Linked DNA regions of Mustela erminea: region 2 is linked to region 1. Evidence: chromatin contacts called from public Hi-C data. All regions are on one chromosome and are shown on one strand. The core of a region is the stretch at or near the end of the contact, and the rest is flanking DNA. Distances in the headings are between cores, read along the strand shown.

Region 1 (7,881 bases), core at 3,181-5,680:
GGCACCCCTGTTTTTGGTTTTCTTAAGAGAGGGAGGGGAAGGCACACAGAGAGAATCTCAAGCAGGCGCCATGCCCAGCGCAGAGCCACATGGGGGGGGCTCAGGGCTTGGAGCTAAATCTCATAACTCTGAAATCATGACCTGAGCTGAAATCAAGAGTCAGACACTTAACCAAGTGAGCCACCCAGGTGCCCCAGCTTCTGGAGTTCTTATATTCAGGCTTGTCCACACTGAGCCTCCAACTTCTTGACAGTTACTGTTCAGGTTTTCCTGCCCCAGTGCTGGTTCCTGGAGTTTTCAGCCTTGGTAAGTTGTAATTTTATCAGTCTGTCTATATCACCTATTTGGAGCAGTGACCTCACTTCTCTCACATATCTAAGATTTTTAGTGTACCTGGCTTTTTGATTGTTGTTAGGACCCAGTGGTAATCTCCAAGCTCTCCTTACAAGCCAGACTGGAAGCCAAAACAGTTCAATTTGGACTTTTATTTATTTTTAATTTTTTAAAAAGATTTTATTTATTTATTTGAGAGAGAGACAGTGAGAGAGAGCATGAGAGGGGAGAAAGTCAGAGGGAGAAGCAGACTGTCCAAGGAGCAGGGAGCCTGATGTGGGACTCGATCCCAGGACTCTGGGATCATGACCTGAACTGAAGGCAGTCACTTAACCAACTGAGCCACCCAGGCACCCCAATTTGGACTTTTATTTATTTATTTATTAAAAGATTTCATTTATTTATTTGACAGAGGGAGAGAGATCACAAGTAGGCAGAGAGGCAGGCACAGAGAGAGGAAGGGAAGCAGGCTCCCCACTGAGCAGAGAGCCCAATGCGAGACTCAATCCCAGGACCCTGAGAACATGACCTGAGCCAAAGGCAGTGGCTTAACCCACTGAGCCACCCAGGCACCCCCAATCTGAACTTTTAAAATAGAACCTATAGGTACGCCTGGTGGCTCAGTGGGTTAAGCCGCTGCCTTCGGCTTCGATCCCAGCATCCTGGGATCGAGTCCCACATTGGGCTCCTTGCTCTGCAGGGAGTCTGCTTCTCCCTCTGCCTCTGCCTGCTACTCTGTCTGCCTGTGCGCTCTCTCTCTCTTTCTGACAAATAAATAAATAAAATCTTTTTAAAAAATTAAAAAAAACATTGAACCTATATTTTTAGGTCCCTGCGCAATGGGGAGCCTGCTTGTCTCTCTCCCTCTGCTGCTCCCCCTGTTTGTGGTCTCTCTGTCAAATAAATAAATAAAATCTTAAAAATAAATAAAATAAATAAAAAATACAACCTATATTTTATTTTTTAACTTTTTTTTTTAAAGTATTTATTGGGGGTGCCTGGGTAGCTCAGTGAGTTAAGCTGCTGCCTTCGGCTCAGGTCATGATCTTGGGGTCCTGGGATCGAGCCCCGCATTGGGCTCTCTGCTCAGCAGGGAGCCTGCTTCCTCCTCTCTCTCTGCCTGCCTCTCTGCCTGCTTGTCATCTCTCTCTGTCAAATAAATAAATAAAATTTTTTTAAAAAGTATTTATTTATTTGACAGAGAGAGACACAGCAAGAGAGGGAACACAAGCACTTTCGGTTTAAAATATAGGTTGGGGGCACCTGGGTGGCTTAGTGGATTAAACCAACTGCCTTCAGCTCGGGTCATGATCCCAGGGTCCTGGGATCGAGCCCCTCATCAGGCTCTCTGCTCAGCAGGGAGCCTGCTTCCTCCTCTCTCTGCCTCTCTGCCTACTTGTGATCACTGTCTGTCAAATAAATAAATAAATAAAATCTTTTTAAAAAATCAAAATAATAAAATATAGGTTGTATTTTGGGGCACCTAGGTGGCTCAGTCATTAGGTGTCTGCCTTTGAGTCAGGTCATAATCCCTGGGTTCTGGGATAGAGCCCTGCATCAGGCTGCCTACATGGTGGGAAAGCTATTTCTCCCTCTCCTGTTTCCCCTGCTTGTGTTACCTTTCTTGCTGTGTCTCTCTCTGTCAAATAAATAAGTAAAATATTAAAAAACATTTAAACCAAAAGTGTTGATCTCTCTCTTTCACACATAGGTGCCTGCACACAAACATGTACACAGATACACACACACACACACACACACCCTACTTATTGTTTTTTAACTCTGATCAATATTCTTCTCTCAAATTTTACTTTCCCCATAATTGACATTGCAATCACGTTTTGAGTTTTCAAGTAGGATGAGACAAAGGCTATCTTAATTAAAACTGGTACCTCTAACCCTTGATGGTGGTACCAGCTTTTTTTTTAGTCAGGATAAAACAACAGTTAAAAAATATGGGATAGCTTGTGTTTTCTGCTCCGTGAGAGGAGTGGGAAATGAGGTTTATGTTTTTAAGAAAATCTGCAGGGGCGCCTGGGTGGCTCAGTGGGTTAAAGCCTCTGCCTTTGGCTCAGGTCATGATCTCGGGGTCCTGGGATTGAGCCCCATGTCGGTCTGTCTGCCCAGCGGGGAGCCAGCTTCTCCCCCACCCCACCTCCTGACTCTCTGCCTACTTGTGATCTATGTCTGTCAAATAAATAAAATATATTTTAAAAATCTGTAATAATTTTAATGAAATCTCTCCTTACAGTCAGTATAGGTCATTCATTTGGCAAACAATTCCGAAACACCAGCTATTTACAGGATGGAAGGTGCTAGGGGGCAAAAATACTAATAAGATTTGTTTCTTTTTTTGCAGTCCAAGGCATGGCTGGCTGGGCATGTCGAGGAGTGTTGTGTGAGCTCTCTAGAGAGGTGTGGACAAGGTGCAGTAGGAGTGTAGTAATAACTGGTGTATAGATAAACTGTTACCTGTCTGCCTGGCTTTAACCTATGGACCCTTAATAATCCTATGAATTTATGCTTTGTCAGGCAAATCCTGTTGGTTTGCCTTCATACTAATTCCCCTAGTCATCTTCTTCTCTCCTAATTGGTATCCTTGCAAACTTGTCCCCCTTTCATACATTTAGTGCACCAAACAGAAGGATGTTTTTAGAATGTAAGTCAGAACAAGGTACTTTTTGTTTTTTTAAGATTTTACTTATTTATTTGAGAGAGAGGGAGAGAGAGAAACAGCGCACGTGAATGAGCAAACATGAGCTGGGGGAGTGGTGGGGGAAGAGAGGCAGACTCCCCGCTGAGCAGCACCCCCACTCCCCCTTCCACCTTCCTTCCACCCCCTACTCCCCTCCAACTCAGGGCTCAGTTGGAGGACCGATATTGTGACCTGAGCCAAAGACAGATGCTTAACCAACTAAGCCACCCAGGTGCCCCTACACCAAGGTACTTTTATACTTAAAACTGTCCAGTGGTTTATCATCACACTAGAATAGAAGTTAAACTCTTTGGGAAGGGTCCCCAAGACCTGTGTGACCTTACCCTGCTCCCTCTGATGTCCTCTCAAAACTCTCACATCCTTCTTCATCCTAGTACAGCCACACTGCCTTCTCTCCTATTCTTCAAGACTACAGTATCTGTGAGCAATAGGGTGTTTGCAAACACTCTGCCTGAAAATCTTCAGGGAGCTGTTCAGGTTTCAAATTAAAAATTCCTCAGCCTGCCTTTCTCTGATGGTTCAGTTGGCAACAGTTTCCCCTCCTCTGTCCTCTTCAAATTACTTATAACTGCCTGTCATTAATACAGTTTGTTGTCCTCTGTCTCCCCCACTGTAATGGGAGCTGCAGGACCGCGAGGACTTTCCCCCTCTTATTCATCATGTATCCCTAAGGTCCAGGAACTGGCATATACAAGCTGCTCAGAAAATATTGGTTGAATGAACGTATTACTTTGCCCTAATGGGCCTTTAAAATGACATTTCCTCTCTATTTGTTCGTTACCTATTTGCCTGTCTTGCCTCGCACTTTCCTGTATCTCGGGTGTAGGGCAGGTCCTGGCATGTCGTGGGGGTAGTAGAGTCAGTAAGTAGTTGTTGAATGAATGGATGAGATGACCTGCAACACCTTCAAAAATCTTACAATCTAGAGTGGAGAGAATCGTTGCTGTCACAGAATAAGCAAGGGGCCGTGAAACCTCCGGAGAAACGGAGATCAGGAAGAGCAAGTCTCAACGTGCGAGCCAAGGATTGTTGCGGAGACACTTGGGCTGCAGGAGGAAAACGTCTTAGCATTGCCAATTCGAGGATCCTGTGGGGCCTGCGCGGAATCCAAAAGAAAAATCGCACACTATAACAAATTGTACCAGGTATGCAGCAGATTACCAGCGTTCAGTAATTGCTTGTTGACTAAGTCTTGTCATAATTTCTGGAACGAATCAGATTGAGGGTAGAGTTCCGCCCTTCCCTCTCGCGGGTGTTGGTGCTGACGAACTACACTTTCCAGCATGCATCAGAACTACGGCGGCCGGGGTGGTTCGCGGGGCGGACTACAATTCCCGGCATGCCGCGCCGTGGCGTCCGCACAACGCGCCCCAGCGGCCTGGGCGAGGGCCTATCAGGGGCGGACGGGCGCGGCGGGCGCCGGAGCCGGTTTGACGGAAGGAGCGGCGGCGGCGGCGGCGGAGGATGGAGGCGGTGGTGTTCGTCTTCTCCCTCCTCGACTGTTGCGCCCTTATCTTCCTCTCGGTGTACTTCGTATCCTTGCCTGAGGCGGGCGGAGGCCGGCCGAGCCCGGCGCCCGGGAGACGGGGCTGAGGCGGGGCCGGGCAGGTGCGCGGGGGCGAGGGCGGCCCGGTCGGGACCGGGACCGGGACCAGGGCGGGGTGGAACGACGGCCCAGCGAGGGAGGGCCGTCGGGAAGCCCGCCATTCCCGCCGCCCCCGCCCCCGCCCCCGCGCACCGGCCCCGCCCCGAGCCGCCGGGCGGCTGGCCTCCCTGGCGGGGCCGCGGGGGACGCTGGGGTCCCGGGCGAGCGGATGCGACGAGCCGGCTCCGGTCTCTGTGGGAGACAGCCACCGCCGCCCTTGTCGTGGCACCGGGGCCTTGGCGGCCTGGCGCCGCCTGGGACGTGGGCGTCGTGCGGGACCGGCCGGGGCGGGGGCCGGGGCAGCCCTCTGCTGGGAACCGTGGGGGGCCGGGTGCCCGTGTGTCTGTGCCGAAACGGCGCGGGCACGGAAGACTTGCTCCTGTGCTGGTCCTCAGACTGGTGTCCAGGCCAGCGCGCGTGAGGGTTGGACCCGCACCCTGCATCCAGTCTTGGTCGTCCCCCAGTGCACCCTCCAGTTTAAGTTTAGGATACTAGGAAACAAACACGGGGAATTGCATGGTTTTTCTTTTTCTTGGAATTCACTCTCAGTGCTTTCTGATGGAAGTAAACTTTTTGCCAGAGCATCCCGGCTTTAGGATGTTTGTAGCGTGAGTTTTCAGCGTGACCTCACGCTGTATTGTAGTCGGGCGGTCCGTTGGAGAGGAGGAGGACAGAATTTGCAGTCAGGACCCCTTGCTTTACTGGATGTTTGCTGTGCACAGTGCTTCACCTCTCTCCGCCTGGGGTTTCTTATCTTTACAAAGGGACTTTTTACTTCCCAGCTCTGGGTGTGTACAAGGGCTCAGCCCTCAGCATGGTGCTTGCCTCCCCCGCCCCACTTCAGCTGCACTTTTTACTTGAACTGATGAATTCTAATGAGGAGAACCTTGAGTTGGCTTTGTTTTGTTTTAAGATTTTTTTTTTTTAAAGATTTTATTTATTTATTTGACAGAGATCAGAAGTAGTCAGAACGGCAGGCAGAGAGAGAGGAAGCAAGCTCCCTGCCGAGCAGAGAGCCAATGTGGGACTCGATCTGATCATGACCTGAGTGGAAGGCAGAGGCCTCAACCCACTGAGCCACGCAGGTGCCCTGTTTTAAGATTTTTAAGTAATCTGTGTAGCAGAAGGCTGGGGCTGGAATTCACAACCCCAAGATCAAGGCTCACATGCTGTACCAATGAGACAGTCAGTCAAGGGAGAACCTTGAGTTTTATTGGGTTTGGTGAACTGAAAGGGCAGAATCACAGGGCCAAGTTTTGACGACCTATGCCCCTCTTGTGGCCTAAGGATCTGGGACTTACAGAGAAATGAAACATGAATTTCTGTGTTTGCAGTTTGGAAACTAGGCTTGATAATTTAAAATGGGCGTGGCTTGTACCAATTTGTGTGTATGGAAAAAACGTTAGGTGGAATATTTGACTTAGACAATCAGGTACATTTAGGGGTGTTTTTGGTTTGTTTTTCTTTTTTCTTTTTTTTAAGATTTTATTTACTTATTTGACAGAGAGAGATCACAAGTAGGCAGAGAGTGGCGGGGAAGCAGGTTCCCTGTTCAGCAGAGAGCCAGATGCAGGGCTCAATCCCAGGACCCTGAGATCATGACCTGAGCCTGAGCTGAAGGCAGAGTCTTAACCCACTAAGCTACCCAGGTGCCCCTAGGGTGTCTTTCGATGAGATTCAGCATATTGCTGTATTTTTGGATAGCTGAACCAGCTTAATTCTAGAGGCAAGAGGTAGAATGGTAGAATATTGTCCAGTAGGGATAGAAGTTTTCCCAGACTTTGAAACATGAAGGAAACGGGTGGAATTCAAAATCAGGCAGGGCAAAGGTGAAGATTCAAGTGTGTTTATGGCATTTCTGGATGACTGGGTTAAGAAAGAGAGACATACTTAATTGAGGTGGTAGTAGAAGGTCAGATGGGAAACGCCGGGTTAGAACAGATTTTGAAGAGTTTGCGTGTTAAGGCGGGAAGGCTTTCACTTTATCCTCTAGCCACTGAATATTTTTCACATGAACAAATGGAGTATTAAGAAGATGAATCTGCAGAGTGGGTTGGAAATGGGAAAGACTGGAAGGTAAACCACTGGGGAATGGGCCCATGTGGATTTGAAATAGTTCTGACTGTGGACAAGTGAAAAGGAGGGATTCCTGGGTGGAGTGAAGAGGAGGGCGTTGCCCAGACCTGCGGGAGGCTGCTTGTAGGACATAAAACAGAGGACAGAGAGAACTTGCCATGTTTTGAGCTTGGGCAAATGGTGCTTGTGTTATCGACAGAAAGAAAACACATTTGGAGGCGGACAATCTGTGGAGAAAATGATGCGTTTGACTTGAATTGTATAGAGGTGTTAGAGAGAATATCCATATGGAATAGAATTTAGGTGAGAACATTTATTTTTACTTATTTCATTGGACATTTTCAAGCATGAAAGTAGAGACCATAGAGTAATAACCCCCCTGTTTCTGTGACCAACAGTGATTTTCAGCATTTTGCTTTCTCCTTTCCCGGGGGGAGGGGATGTGGGAACATTTCACAGCAAATCTCAGGCCTTGTATCGTTCCGTTGAGGACTTTTCCTTCCGAGTCACACGTCCTCAACGAGTTTGCATGTGGTACTAAAAAGCATTTTTTGCTTAATTCTAGTAGAAAGTATATTTAATATGCAAGGTTTCGGAGATTGTAAAAAGTATGAGGAAAACAGGTCATCTGGAAGGAGGCATGGCCAGTGCTGACATAAGACTGTCCTGTATCGATAGTTTTGTATCTTATTCTTTTGTCACATCCTGAGTCTTCAAAGACAGTTTATGGATCTGTCATAGAGAAACACTTTTCGTATTAGTGGGAATTCAGGTTTAAATTCACATTTAAATTGTTTTTAAAGGCCTTATTTTCTGTTTCTTAACAGTTAGTGTTTGATTTTTTTAGGAACTCCCTTTGAACGTTCTCATATGGGTCACTTTAGAATTGAGCATAAGATTATTTTGTGAAAATAACTTGTTGAAGGAACAGAAGTCAGAAAATTGAGTTGTTGAATGAGTGAACTTTACGGAGATAACTACAGTCTTTACAAGTCAAATCTCATTCTGCGTTGCATTAGGGTTTCTGTCTGAAACTTAAAAACAAAAATTGTTGTTCTCAAAGAAGTCTTATTATTCCTTATCTTGATCCTCAGATAATTACATTGTCTGA
Region 2 (7,881 bases), core at 1,717-4,216, 180 kb before region 1:
TCAGTTGGTTGAGCACTGGACTCTCAGTTTTGGCCCAGGTCATGACCTCAGGGTGGTGGGATCAACCCCTGTTATGGGCTCCATGTTCAGTGGGGAGTCTGTTTGAAGATTCTTTGCCTCTGCCCCACTCCCCCCAGCTTGCATGCAAGCACACAGTCTCTCAAATAAACAAATAAATCTTAAAAAAAAAAAAAGCATCAAACTTGAATAAAATGAAGTTTCACTTCAGCTCAAACTGTAATTGGTTTTATAGCAAGCAATACCTTAAGTAAAAAAGTGAACTTACAATCTACTAGTGTCAATGAAACAAACATTTCATAAATTTTCAAGTGTATCAGGAACATTTAGGCATAAAGCATTTATGGAATGCTAGACATGCGAGGGGGGAACTAAAGAAGTAACTTCAAAGGGTTTCTCAGGTGCAACAAGGTAGATGAAGTGACCAGTTGTTTAAGAGCCTGTGAATGGGTAAAGTGTGCCAATCCTTTTTTAAAAATTTTTTATTTAAACTCAGTTAGTTAACTTATAGTGTACTATTCTTTTCAAGGTCAGGACTTAGCGATTCAGCAGTTACATGTAACACCCAGTGCTCATTACACCCCCATGCCCTCCTTAATGCCCGTCACCAGAAAGTGTGCCCATTCTGGCCAACACACCCCTACCCCCAGTTAATCTCCTTGTGTTCTTTGCCCCCTTGCCCATAGCCCTTACGCATAGCTTTTCCGGTGGTTTCTGCATCTACATTGCAACCCTCAGATTCCAAACCAGAGTGGCAAAAGAAGGGTCACACTGGAGACTGAGATTAAGACTCAGGACTAAGAAGACAAAGCGTCAAAATTTAGTCACCTGTGCATCCTCATCTTTGTTATAGGAGATTATGAGAATACAAAAATATGGAAATATTAACTACTAACCTTAAAAATAAAAGTTGTTACTTTCCCCATGGAAGTGGATTCGGGAATAGCAGAGAATTGCAGTTTGGGACACGCAAGCTACGGCAAGACCACAGGCAAGTCCAACACACAAAGGAGAGGAACGTGGTTTTGTGGACAAGGAGGAAGTTGGGAGGGCTGTTCTGAAGCAAAATCCACTGGAGAAACACAGGAGTTCAGGGTGGTGGTGGTTTGTCCCTGGCCGCACTGCCAGGGAGCTCACTTCTGTAGGACATGCAATGTCCACCTTTCCCTGTGGGGGCCTGGAATTTGGGATCCTTCCCTGGGGAGGGTTCTTCTGTTGGGTCTGTGATTGACCTTGAGTGGCGCGGCTCCCTCTCCCCTTCTGCACCCAGAATCCACTCTGGTGAGGTTTCCCTTTACTGATTTTAACAAGCACGACCTTTAAAAAGTTTTTATTTTGAAATAATTACAAGATAGTACAAGGAACTCTTGTATATTCTTCATCCAGATTCACAATTTGTTAACATTTATATTTGCTTTATTAATCTCATTCTCCAATGAACCATTTGAGATCAAATTGAGATCTGCCCCTTGACCTCTAAATACTTCAATGTGTATTTCCTAAGAATAAGGACATTCTCTTCCAAGAGCACAATAAAATTAACCAAATCAAAAAAATGTATTGATTACAATACTATCTAATATATAACCCATATTCAAATTTTGCCTATTGTCACAATGTTCTTTTTAGCTATTTTTCCTAATCCAGGATCCAATTCAAGATCACCTATGAATGTAGCTGTCTTACCTCCTTAGCCTCTTTTAATCTGACACAAATCCTTAGTCTTTGTCTTTCATGACAGTAATGTTTTTGAAGAGCATGGAACAATTAATCAGATCTGCCTGCCTCAAATAAAGGTATGCTTGCTTTTTTCTTTTTTTCAGGAGTACTATCTTGTGTCACGTTCTTTTCATATCCTATCAGAAGGTACATGATGTTCATCCCTCTCAAAACGCCTGATATTAGTGTTAGTGACTTGATCACGGCAGTTGTCCACCCAACTTCTCTACTGCAAACTTATTTATTTTTGTAATTAACATGTAATTTATGAAGAGTTATTTTGAGACTACCTAAATTTTACGTTCCACGTCATACCTTTATATACCTCCTTATAGCATTTTTTAATGACTCTTGCCTAAATCAACGTTTACATTGAGATACAATGCGCAAGGTGTACAACCACTTTTAACATACTGCTTTTAGGGTACTCACAAGGTTGTGCACCCACGCTATCTAACCCGGAAGCATCTTCACCCCGGCAGGATGCCTCTCCCTCCACTCTGCAGGTGCCTCCGCCCTAACCACTCCTCCCACCCTCCGCTTCACCACCCCAGGAGGACCCTAGCCCCAGAACAGGGCACCGCTCGCTCTTTCCACCCCCAGCAGGGCTCCTCTCCTTGCCCCACCTCCCTCCCCCAGCAGGACCCCGGCCGCCCAGCTCCCCTCCTTACTCTCCATCCCCCAGCAGAACCCTGGGGTCGCAGCAGGACGCCCCTCCCTCCCTCCAGCCCCGGAGCCCGAAAACCGCCCCTCCGCCCTCCGCGCACTTGACGGCTGCAGACGTCCCCAGATCAATGTTGTCCTCTGGGTCTGGCTTCTTTCTTTTAATAGGAAGTTTTCAAGGTCCCTGTACACCGTGGCTTTAGTCAGTACTTCACTCCTCGTCATTCGCTTAAAGGGACCATTACCTCATTCTCCACAAACGACGACGAGTCCACACCCGCGAGGCAACACTACTCTCCCCGCCCCGTGTCAGGAGGCGCGCCAAGAAAATCGCGCCGGCGGACTGCACTCTAACCGACCGGGCTCCCTCGCCCTCCGGTCCCTGCCGGCCTCGGGTCAGAGGGCCTCCAAAGGTCGGCTTCCCGGGAAAAACAGCCCCAGGCCGCACCGCCACGGGGACCAACCGCAACTCAAGCGAATCCCGCCGCCAGCCACCGCGCAGGCTCCACCCCTCCGGGGCCCCGCCCCGCGGCCCGAGGCGGAAGTGACGCACCGGAAGCGCCCTAGTTCCCCTTGCTGCGGGGGGGAAGAAATCAAACCCCCAAGATGGCGGCGGCGTCGGAGGAGCGGATGGCTGAGGAAGGAGGCGGCGGCCACGGCGACGGCGGCCCCTCTTCGGCCATCGGCTCTACCCAGCGACTGCCCCCCCCGCCCCCGCCCCCGGCCCCGCAGCCGGGCTCCCAGGCGCCCCCAGCCCAGGCGCTGGCTCCCGACCAGCTGCCTCAAAACAACACGCTGGTGGCGCTGCCCATCGTAGCCATCGAGAACATCCTCAGCTTTATGTCCTACGACGAAATTAGCCAGCTCCGCCTGGTGAGGCCCCCGCGGGACCCCCGCCGCCCCCTCCGCCGGCCGAGGTCTGGGGAGGGGCGGAGAGGGGAGCGCGTCCCCCGGGGAGGGAGCCGCAGCCGGCTCCAGGACGCGGAGTCCCGGCGCCGGGCGGCGGGGTCATCCCCCCTCCCCTTCCTGCCGCGGAGCTAGGGGGCTCGCTGCCCCGGCCCGGAAGCGGGGCGGCGGCGGGAGTTGGGGCGTCCCAGCGCCGCCGGGCCCGAGCGCCGGCTCCGCGGCTCGGGTCGCAGCCTTTTGTGCACCAGCGTCCAGTCCCCGGCCGGGCCCAGCCAGGTTTGGTCGGTCCGCAGGAATCACGCACTGTGTCCCCACTTCCCCCCCAACCCCGACCTAGGTTTCCCGGTTGGAGAAGATGAAGTAGGGTCGGGGAGGCCTCCACAAACCCGGTGGGGGCTCAGAGGGGCGTGAACGCCATTTGGTGGCCCCAGCTCCCCAGGTGACCAGTAAAGTAGAGCCCACCGAGAGCGCGTCCGGCTCGGCCTCGCCCCGACACTTCCCACCCTCGGGGAGCACCTCGCCCCTGGACAGGGTTGGTTTCTCTTGCAGTTCATTTTCTAACTAGTGACTTACGCCCACCCGCCAGCTTCAAATCACAGTAGTTCAAGTGATTTATAGAAAGGAGGAATTTACCTCGCTCCACACCGTGGACTGAAGGTTTGATGAATGTCTTAGTTCAGTTAAGATCTTTGGCTTCCTGTCGGGGAATTTATCCTTTAAGTGGGAAGGAAATTGAAGGAGGTGGACATTTTGAAGGGACTCTGTGCCGACTCTGTGTAGGAGCTCAATCTGTGCTTGGGATTGTTTTTAAGAGGACAAAGACATATTTCTGAATGTAGTGTGTACAGCATTTTCTCGTTCGTGTGCCACATTTTAGGTTTACACCTCCAGTTTAAATTTGATTCTAATTGCGTTTTGGAAGGGAAATCATACTTTTTAAAGAAAGTTTATTAATTTTGATTCAAACTGATGACCAGGTTTCTCTTTTCTAGTCAGCCCAGCAGTTCTACCACGCCAGTCTGCAGAATGGAAGATACTTCAGTTGAAATATCGTTTGTCAAAATTGATTGTCCCTGCATTCCCCAAACATGTCATCCTAGAATTCCGTGTAGAATCTTAAATAGTCCGATTTTTATGAAGGGTGATGTTTGCTCAAGATTCATGCTGTATGTTCACAGTGTCTGGAAATTAGGCATAACGTTTGATTGAATTGAGCCTCTCAGCCAAACAATGGCTTTGTAAAGCTTGGAATATTCACAGTTCTGTTTTGTAAGTGTTGGGGAACACTGGTTTTTTGTTCTTTTGTCAGTCGTTTACCTTTTTAAAAATTAAAAACATTTTTTGGGGGGGAAAACTAGCTTCTTAGGACATCCCACTGTTTATTAATGAATGACATCTCTTTCAAGTGAAATACTCAGTTGCGTTCTTAATTTTAAAGCAGTCATCTCTTCTAGACTTTTAGGGTACAGATTTGTGGTTTCAAACAGGTTTTTCATAAGGAGCCCCTTACCATCCCCTGTACCCCCCCCCAAAGATTCTTAAGTCAATTTTATGTCCTAGAGAGGGTCTTTCCCCTCTGGTTTAGTAATGAGGAACTATTTTCTTATTCTTTTGTTTGCTTAAGGTTAATAGATAATTTGTAGATTAAGTGGATAATCTTTTGTGGCTATTTGGAAATGTCTTTGGTTTCAGATTGATCCGCTTGGGGTCATAAGGTACAATTCAGGTAGCATTATAAAAGAAAGATTTTTTTCTTGCCACTAGATGTCAGCATTAATTTAATTGTGGTCTCTTAATGACATTGGCAGGGTAGAAACAGTGCCTGCTTCGTGCTTTCCTTATATCTAAAGGGCTCTTTGCCAGAAAAAATCAAGGAACATTAGTATGTATGCTGCTATCTGGAGTACACGTTACTCCAGCTCCTTTCATTTTAAGTTTGTTTGTTTGTTTGTTTTTAGTGGGATTAGGCTGGATATGCTTGGAAGAGAGTGATACTAATTAAGAATAGAATTAGTTTCCATAACGCTAAATGTCAGCAGCTCAGTGGTTGATGAACTAGTGTATGTATTGTTTGGATGTTTCAGGTTTTTTTTTTCTCTCTGGTTTACTTATTAGGGACTCAGTTGTCACTGTGGTTAGCACCTAAATTAGAAGACAGACACATAAGCCATGTACTCATTACTCTGTATTTTCTTTAAAAGATGTGCTCTTGGTTGAGATTGCTAAAATAACATTTTTCAGTTGTTTGTGCAGTTTAGTTGATGATAGTCTTTGCTTCCTGTTGCCATGAATAATTGAAATGTGACTCTCCATTTCTTTCCAAGGGATTATCCAAATGCCTTATTGAATTGTTGGTTTGTTTGTTCATTTTTCCTGCCATTGATGCTCCAAAAATGTATCCAGAGCCTAGAAATCTTGATTACACAGAAATAATGCTTTAAATACTTAACTCTTCCAATGTATTTAAAATTATTTGATGGAACACAGCTTTTGAAGTGATAAAACTTGTACTTTGAGTTGTTTTTTCAGTAAATCAGACAAATTTGTGCTGATACAGCGTTAGACTGTCACCTAGGCCCTCTTGATAGGGTGAGAGTTTTTGAAACACGTGGCAAAGGTTAAGAAGTGAGGTCCTACCCCCAGTTCAGGAGTGTATCTAAGCCAAGTTTGAGCGTTTGACTTTGATTTGTGAGCATAGTGTTCTCACTCACTGAAATATGAATGTGGAAGGCTTTTTAAAAGCTGTTTTAGAGGTATCCTATGAAATTTTTTCCTGTATGGTTTGAGCTTCTATAAATTTAATGGAATCCTATTAGTAGTTCAGGACATAAATATGACTGAAGGTTAAATTCAGAAGTCTTGCTCATTATGTGGAATGAAATTTTCTGGTAGGTAACAAAATACCTATATACTTTCATCCTGAGACACTTCAGAGCACTGTAGCTAGTTAAATTTGTTACCCATTTATAGTTCCTTTTATATCTTTTGTTCAAACATGTTAGAAAATTTTAGAGAACGTTGATTGGTAAGAAAATGAGAAACCATTAACTCCTTTTTTAATAGGCATGCTGTCTTCCTTACATCTCTTGCTGTGTGCCAGTAGTTTTCAATTTTTTTTTTAAGATTTTATTTATTTATTTGAGAGAGAGACAGTGAGAGAGAACATGAGCGAGGAGAAGGTCAGAGGGAGAAGCAGACTCCCCATGGAGCTGGGAGCCCAATGTGGGACTCGATCCCGGGACTCCAGGATCATGACCTGAGCCGAAGGCAGTCGTCCAACCAACTGAGCCACCCAGGCGCCCCAATTTTTTTTTTTTTAAACCTCAGGACATCTTTATACTGTTAAGTTACTGAAGACCCTAAGAGCTTACCTTAGAAAATTCTAGAAGACGCAGGAAGAGACAGTATATTCTTCATTAGTTGCCAGAAAATTGTTGTCATGTGTTGTGTTGCCACTGGAAAAGTCCATTGTATATTATGGAGGAATGAGAGTAGAAGTGGCAAATAACGTCTTCGTATTATGAAACTAGTTTGGCCCCACAGACTCTCAAAAGGATCTTGGGAATCCCAGGGGTCCCTAGACCACACTTTGAGAACCACAGCTTGCTCTTTCTTTCTTTTTTTTTTTTTTAAATGATTTTATTTATTTATTTGACAGACAGGGATCACAAGCAGGCAGAGAGGCCGGCAGAGAGAGAGGAGAAAGCAGGCTCCCCTCGGAGCAGAGAGCCCGATGTGGGGCTCGATCCTAGGACAGTGGGAACATGACCTGAGCTGGAGGCAGAGGCTTAACCCAGAATGTCTTTTTAATCTAGAACATTCTCCCTACTTTTTTCATTCCTCGTGCAGTTGGCTTTTCGAAGAATCAGGGCAGGTGGGTTATAAAATGTTCTACAGTGCAGATTTGTCTCATTGCTTCCTCATAATTGACTTCTGATTTTTGAACTTTGGAAGAATTCTAGAAAGATATAGACTAGCACCATCTCTCTAAACTTTAGCAGTGTGATGAGAACACCCCCTAATGTCCTTAAAATCTCATACTGCCTCAGGAAGTCCTACTTGAGACTTGTGCCAACATTTTCTGTAGCAGCAGAGTGTTAGTTGAGACCAATCAGTTGAGAATTGTTAGGATAATTGTTTCACTCTGTAGAGCTGCAGATCACTAAATTTAAAAAGATACTAATTAGAAGCCTGAATTCTTAATTTCATTTTTGCCACTGCATAGTTTGACTTTGTACACGTTACATAATTTCTTAAGGCCTCCATGTTCTCACTGTAAAAAGAAAGGAAAGGTTCTGGTGTCTTAAGTTCTTTCCAGTTTGAGGGTTATTGGTAAGTGGCCTAATCTTTGATAATAGCTTCTGGATTAATTGGAGAAAAGCATCAGGTATTCAATTCATTTGAGAACTGTAAAGCACTAAATAAGGACATGAAAAATCCGAACTTATTACATTTCCTGGATTCTAAGATACAGTATCGTGTTCTAGGATTTTTGAAATCAGAATGCATCTTGATCAATTTGTATGTGTATTCTGGCAGTGCTTCCCCATCCCTCTGAAGAGCTTTTATTGACGT

What was found. A called contact is a pair of places that touch in the nucleus more often than the background predicts.
Region 2: a contact with region 1 is called in a Hi-C map of spleen, with 3 times the contacts expected there. The contact joins the promoter of FBXO28 here to the promoter of CNIH4 in region 1. A contact is called at or near these places in 2 of 3 Hi-C or Micro-C datasets (skeletal muscle and spleen).

What each region holds. Positions count from the first base shown.
Region 1 is chr17:30,797,228-30,805,108 of mMusErm1.Pri, reverse strand. CNIH4 (protein cornichon homolog 4) reads left to right here and starts at 4,430. Exons shown (of 5, transcript XM_032319106.1): 1 at 4,430-4,582; 2 at 7,865-7,881. The coding sequence starts at 4,514.
Region 2 is chr17:30,975,748-30,983,628 of mMusErm1.Pri, reverse strand. It overlaps FBXO28 (F-box only protein 28), which reads left to right and starts at 2,966. Exons shown (of 5, transcript XM_032317851.1): 1 at 2,966-3,273. The coding sequence starts at 3,007.